Linked DNA regions of Anas platyrhynchos: region 1 is linked to region 2. The links are chromatin contacts, called in public Hi-C maps. All regions are on one chromosome and are shown on one strand. Each heading gives the region's core, a stretch centred on a gene start, on an enhancer-like site or on the middle of the called end of the contact. The rest is flanking DNA. Distances are from core to core; before and after follow the strand shown. Region 1 has its middle 13 kb from the start of ADPGK. Region 2 overlaps NEO1 (neogenin 1).

What was found. Hi-C and Micro-C count contacts between places; a contact is called where the count stands out from the background.
Region 1: a Hi-C map of subcutaneous adipose tissue shows a contact between it and region 2, with 2.3 times the contacts expected there. The contact joins two enhancer-like sites. A contact is called at or near these places in 2 of 8 Hi-C or Micro-C datasets (F1 follicle and subcutaneous adipose tissue).

What each region holds. Positions count from the first base shown.
Region 1 is chr11:13,442,776-13,445,475 of IASCAAS_PekinDuck_T2T, reverse strand. No RefSeq gene overlaps it. Among named protein-coding and RNA genes, the nearest start is that of ADPGK, 13 kb to the left of the region's middle. Within about 2 kb of position 1,280, at least 2 of the 8 cell types and tissues checked have an H3K27ac peak or open chromatin away from gene starts, as enhancers often do. A contact at or near this core is called in subcutaneous adipose tissue, where this site is marked.
Region 2 is chr11:13,183,361-13,186,060 of IASCAAS_PekinDuck_T2T, reverse strand. It overlaps NEO1 (neogenin 1), which reads left to right. Exons shown (of 28, transcript XM_027465579.3): 19 at 2,676-2,700. Among named protein-coding and RNA genes, the nearest start is that of NEO1, 160 kb to the left of the region's middle. Within about 2 kb of position 1,385, at least 1 of the 8 cell types and tissues checked has an H3K27ac peak or open chromatin away from gene starts, as enhancers often do. A contact at or near this core is called in subcutaneous adipose tissue, where this site is marked.

The sequences.
Region 1 (2,700 bases), core at 31-2,530, 260 kb before region 2:
CCCACAAAGCGCTGTGTGGCCAGAGCTGCTGCTTCTCGCTCATGCGCAGCCCTGTGCTTCTCATTTTCTCTTAGGACAAGTGAAATATTCAGGTCAACTGAAATCCTTTTTTTTAATTTCCCCTTTTTAACTCGTTTTGCTAACTGTTCATTCCAGCAACCACAGTATGGTGCTGAATGCCCTGCCAGGTCTGCGACCCCGCTGGCTGGGACTCTGAGGACCTTCTGCAGTCCCTCGCAGCGAGGTCAGGGAGAAGTGCTTCTGCTTTGCAAGTGTTTTTGTGCCGGCTAGAAATCTGTTGCTTCCTGGGAGCGTTGCTCCTCGTAGAGGAAGGCTGACTTCCCCGGCACGTCACTTCTGATAGCAGGGAAGCACTCAGCCAGCTGCTTCTAGCAGGCCTGCCATCTCAGGCACTGTTTAATGTCCAGCCTCTGTTGACAAGGTCTGATCCTCTTCTGGATCTCCTGGGGTGGCATACTTTGTCTTCACCCACTTGGAAAGAGAAACGGCGACTGTAGATGAGCTTTATTTATTCTATCCGTGCAGCATATCTGTATTCATGAAGCTCCTTCATTCATACCCTTGGCTTCCAGCACTTGTCCTTTAAAATGATAATAATCCCAAACCATCCAGGCAAGCTCCCTATGGAACCAAACTTGTCATTGTTTTACCTTTGGCTCTGCAAAAGACCTCTCCTATTTCTTCTCCCAAAGTGTGCAATGCTCCTGTGCCACCAGGATGGGAGGTGCAGATCCTGGGGTGGGCAGGAGCCGGCTGCTGGGGCTCCTGGTGTGAGGGGCTTGAGCAGGGCTTGAGCAGCTCAGGGAGTAACCGCACGGGGAGTAACAGCGCGGGGAGTTGTCCCTGCTGTGAGATGCAGTCAGACCTGGGGCACTGAGCACTCCACGCTCCTCTGGTGCCAAGCTCAGGCCCCTGGCAAACCTCTGTGAGCAGGGCTCGCCTTTATCTGAAGTGCCCAGCAGTTGATAGAAAGCAGTGCTCCGGCACGGATTTCTGCCTTCGCTTGCCAAAATGCCTCAGGCCTTGGCTCAAGGTGCGGGGAAGTTACTGCTATTTTGGGTGCTGCAGCCATCAGCCCTTGTGAAACGCCAGCTCTGCCTGGTGAGAGACACCCAGCAGCTCGCCTACCAGGCAGGGAGCTGGGACTGGGGCAGCACCCCGAACCCAAGCAGGGCTCCTGGGCCGTACGCACCCGGTGCTGTGGGTGCCGCAGCGCCCCTTGGCTGGCTGTGCGGCGCCGCACGGGCTGGCCCGCGGGAGAGGGCGCTGCGGGCCTGTGCTGCGCAGCCCGGCTGCTCCTGCCTGCCTGCAGAGCTGTGAGCGGAGGCTGGAGACAATGCACAGGGCAAAGCAGACAATAACGGGCAGGAATCGGCAGCGGGGGATTCGCCTGGGAGCCCGGGGATTTCGTTCCTTTGGAGGGGGGGAATGGTTCTGGAAACTTTGCACCAAACAGCCTGAAGAGGAGAGGGAAGAGCTCGTCGCCAAGCACTTGTACGAAAGAAGGAGCCTGTGAATTACAGAGCTGTGCTTAGTGCGTGTGAGAAGAGAGCTCTGTTCGCCTCAAAGGGTGTTTTCAGTAGATTAATGTGCTTTAGAGTTCCGTTGCTGCTCACCAGAAAGCTTGGTGCGTTTTCTTTCATAGGATTATGTTTTTTTTCCCTTTCCTCCTGGCTGCAAAATATCCAGTCCTGAAGGGTTTTGGTAGGAAGGAATGCTAGAAATGGTCCAAATCTACATCAGAAAAGGGGTGTCATGTCAGAGGCATTTGTTCTCTTCCCATTTCCATGGAAACATGCGAGCGTGGACTTTGGTTTCAGGCAGAGCAGCCTGGCAGGATCCAGCTGACTCTCCAGGATGAGCTGCTGGCAGCAGCACACAGAAACGTGGCTTGGTCCCATCAGGTTTGAACCTGGTCCTTTAGAAAAGCGACGCTTGATATATAGCCTCAGAAAGAACAGCCCTGACAAAGATTTGACTCCCAGCCTTCCCCTTCCCGTCCCACCCTTCCACATCCCATTGCCCCGTCCAGTCCCGCTGAGCAAACGGTGTACACCACAGGCTACAATTTTTAATTTCCTTAGGGGTGGAAGGGGTGGAGAGCACATCTTATGGTGTCTGACAGGCTTTTTTGTTCTGCGTCAGTCCTTTTATTAACCCCCTGCTAGATCATTCACTCTCTCTGCTTAGCTGCCCCCGCTGCGTTAGTGATGAGAGCGTTTGTAACAGCAGGTCTGCCTTGGGAGATTATGGGGATCCCGTGGACAGGGAGCAGTGGGTTGGTCGCTGTGTGCACACAGATTGCTGGCTGCAGCTTTGCCTCCATCTGCCCTCTCTGCTAGCCTAGATACCTTTCATTATCCCTGTGGCGACAGCAGTCGCATGGCTGATCCCCCCGGAGCAGCCCCGCGGCGCCCCGTTCGCGGATTTGGAGTCCCACCTGTGCGGGCTGGCAGGAGGCGGCGCGGTGCCAACGGGTGGCAGGAAGCGTGGCGAAGGCGAGAGCATCTCCCCTTATCCCCTGCCCTTTGCCATCCTCCAGCTCTGGCAGCCCCTTCTATTTAACTCACATCTTGGGCAAAACCAAGCAAAACCAAGCGTTCCCAATCAATAAACTCACCCATTTCCCCTTCTGTATTTAGACCTTTGGTTCCATAAAACATTTGTCCCAGACAAGGG
Region 2 (2,700 bases), core at 136-2,635:
TGCCTTTCTGGAAGGGTTAACATCTGTGATGAGATCAATAAAGTCTTGTATGCCAGAATCCTGGAGGAGGGAAAGCATGTGTTTAAAATGATTATGCTGAGGAGTACTTGCTGGGGGGTTCTTTCTAGTTTGGTCAGAAATTCTGATTAAAAAAGAAAAACATACTCCAAAATTCAAAGGGATGATTGCATGCAAAAGAATTTACATCAAATTACAGAGAAGTAATGAATAATGTACCACAGTTCACAGGCAGGAGAGAATAAAGAAGCATACAAACAAAATAATTTAGCAAGTAATAATTTAAATTCAGTATCATGATGATGATTATTATTACAGTGAGGAAGTGCATGAGACAAATGAATCAAAACCAAAATCCCAATAAAAATTAAGACATCCAAATCAACCCTAAATCATTCTTCAACGTGAATAGGCATTGCACTTCCCAGAGCTGTGGAAGTGATGCACTCTCCAAGTAGAGAGCAGGAGAGGGTTTGTAGCCACTGGGAGGAACTTGGGGCCCTGTGAATATCTGGGAGCTCCAGAACCTCTCCTGACCTGTCCCTCATTAGCCCCCATCATCCCACAGTGTGAAATGATCTTTGCGTAGTTGAATTTACTGTTCATTATGCTGGTGTTTCTGTTTATTTGAAGAGTAGGGACAAAAAAGAGCCTATTAAAATTACCCTGCAGTTCTCAGACTAGATTAAAGTACAGCAGAAAGTCAAGTATGTAAAGAATTGGTCAGGTCATCCAAGTATTCTAAAGAAGGATTAAGAAAAAGATGAAATCAGAAAGCTCCTAACTTATTCTGAAGTCCCATAACCCTTAGTGAGCATCAGTTGCTGTTGAGAACATTGTCTTCGTTTTTGGTGAGAGTGATGTGTTTGCCCAGAGATACGTGGCTTTGTCAGAATGCACTCCCCCAAAAACAGAATGTCAGAGCTGTGGAACTAGCCCAGGTCTGCATGGAGGCTCGCTTCCCCTTCTGATTGCTAGGCACATCCAGTGTTCGAACTGTATTTAGTACACACACTGTTCTCATCCATAACTCTGTGCAGGGATTGTAAAAGTTGCACAGATAAAGTTCTTTGAAGAGAATTTGAAACTCAAAGTGCAGGAGCAAGGGTGAGATAGAGGCAGTTACATTTCTTCAATTTAAATAGTGTGCATTTCTAGTTGGGGTGCTTGTAAGGAATATTTGTAAATGTGACCTAAAAGCTTGGGAACTAAGAGGCAAACTAAAAAAAAAAGCAAAAGCTAAATATATTTTCTCATAACGGATCTTGTGATTTATATTACTCGCCAAATTCCTGAGTGTGTGACTCATTATTTTTGAATACTCATGACTTGCAGCGTTGTACAGGACTTGCTCCTCAACTAAGACTGAAGAAAAATACAGGATAACTGGTTTCAGTGTTGTTCTCTGCATTACTAATCTCTTGAGGGCTAGTCCTGAGGTTTATTTTTTCTTTGAAGCTAACTCTAGGGCCTTGAGTAGTGCTTTACATCATTTCTGTGGAGCATGCTTTTAAGTATCTAGGATAATGATTACAGGAACTTTTGAATCTCTTTTGCCATCACTGGTTTTCACCTATTATTCTGCATTGGGATAATAGGTAGCCACCTCAGAGGATGTGCAAATTAATTTCTAATAAGTAGTATACATAAAGCTCTTTAAACATGGAAAGCACTGTGTAAGCGCTAAATGTTACTATTACAGTATTAAATATCCAAGGTAAATATACTTTGCTAAAAGTTACCTAATTAAAAGTTTTCATGTTTTTCATAATGTGGCATTCCAAACTGTAGCTGGTTAATGCACCTTTGGAGACATGGGCTCTGTGCATTTGAAAGCCATTAATCCAAGCCCCAGCTGGATATTTGAGTGTGCAGGGAGAAAGGTCTCAGGTTTCAGTCTTTCGCTGGAGTGGTTTGTGCCATTTCCTGAGTTTTAGGCAGGAGGGGCTGATGGGAACAGAAAGCTCTCCCTCTCTCCCACTCCCAGTTTTGCTCTCTGGTAACTCAAGGAGCAAGGTTGGACAGGTGTGTTCTGCCAGTATTTCTGGATTGGACATGCTTTTGTGGTGCAGGTTTCCTTGCAAATCACAAATAAATGTTCAGTAAAGTAAGTTGAGAATTACTGGCTACACTTCTAAACCTCTGGTGGATTTACTTTGCTGATTCAGATTTGAGTGGCAAATTTGCATTGCTGGGTCTTGGTCCCACTATAAACCTGAAAATATGGAGATATTTCATAGGCCTGTGTCTATAAAATGTGTTTATTCCACAAGTTCATGCAGTTTTTCTGATGAGCAAACAAATTCATGTTAGAAGTCACTAACCCCAACTACTAGAGTTCTCTGAAGACGATGTGATTTTGAAGATAGATGAGCTCAATCATGAATCACAGCATCTGGTGACAGAAAGGCTTTAGAATCAGGTAACTTGCCATGAAAAGGAAATACTGCGCACCAGATGGCATTTGCCAGTTTAATGGAGTAAATCAGTAAGACCACTGCACTGGTATAGTGGATTTATCTGAAGACTGTGAATGTTCAGGGTTTTTATTGTTGCACGTGCCTTTCTTCTAATAAAAAGTGAAGGTGCTGAGATTACTTACATCCAGTGAAATTGGGCAAACTGTTTCTGATAACCTGTTTCTCATTTCTTTGCAGTTCCTACTTCTCCTCCCAAAGATGT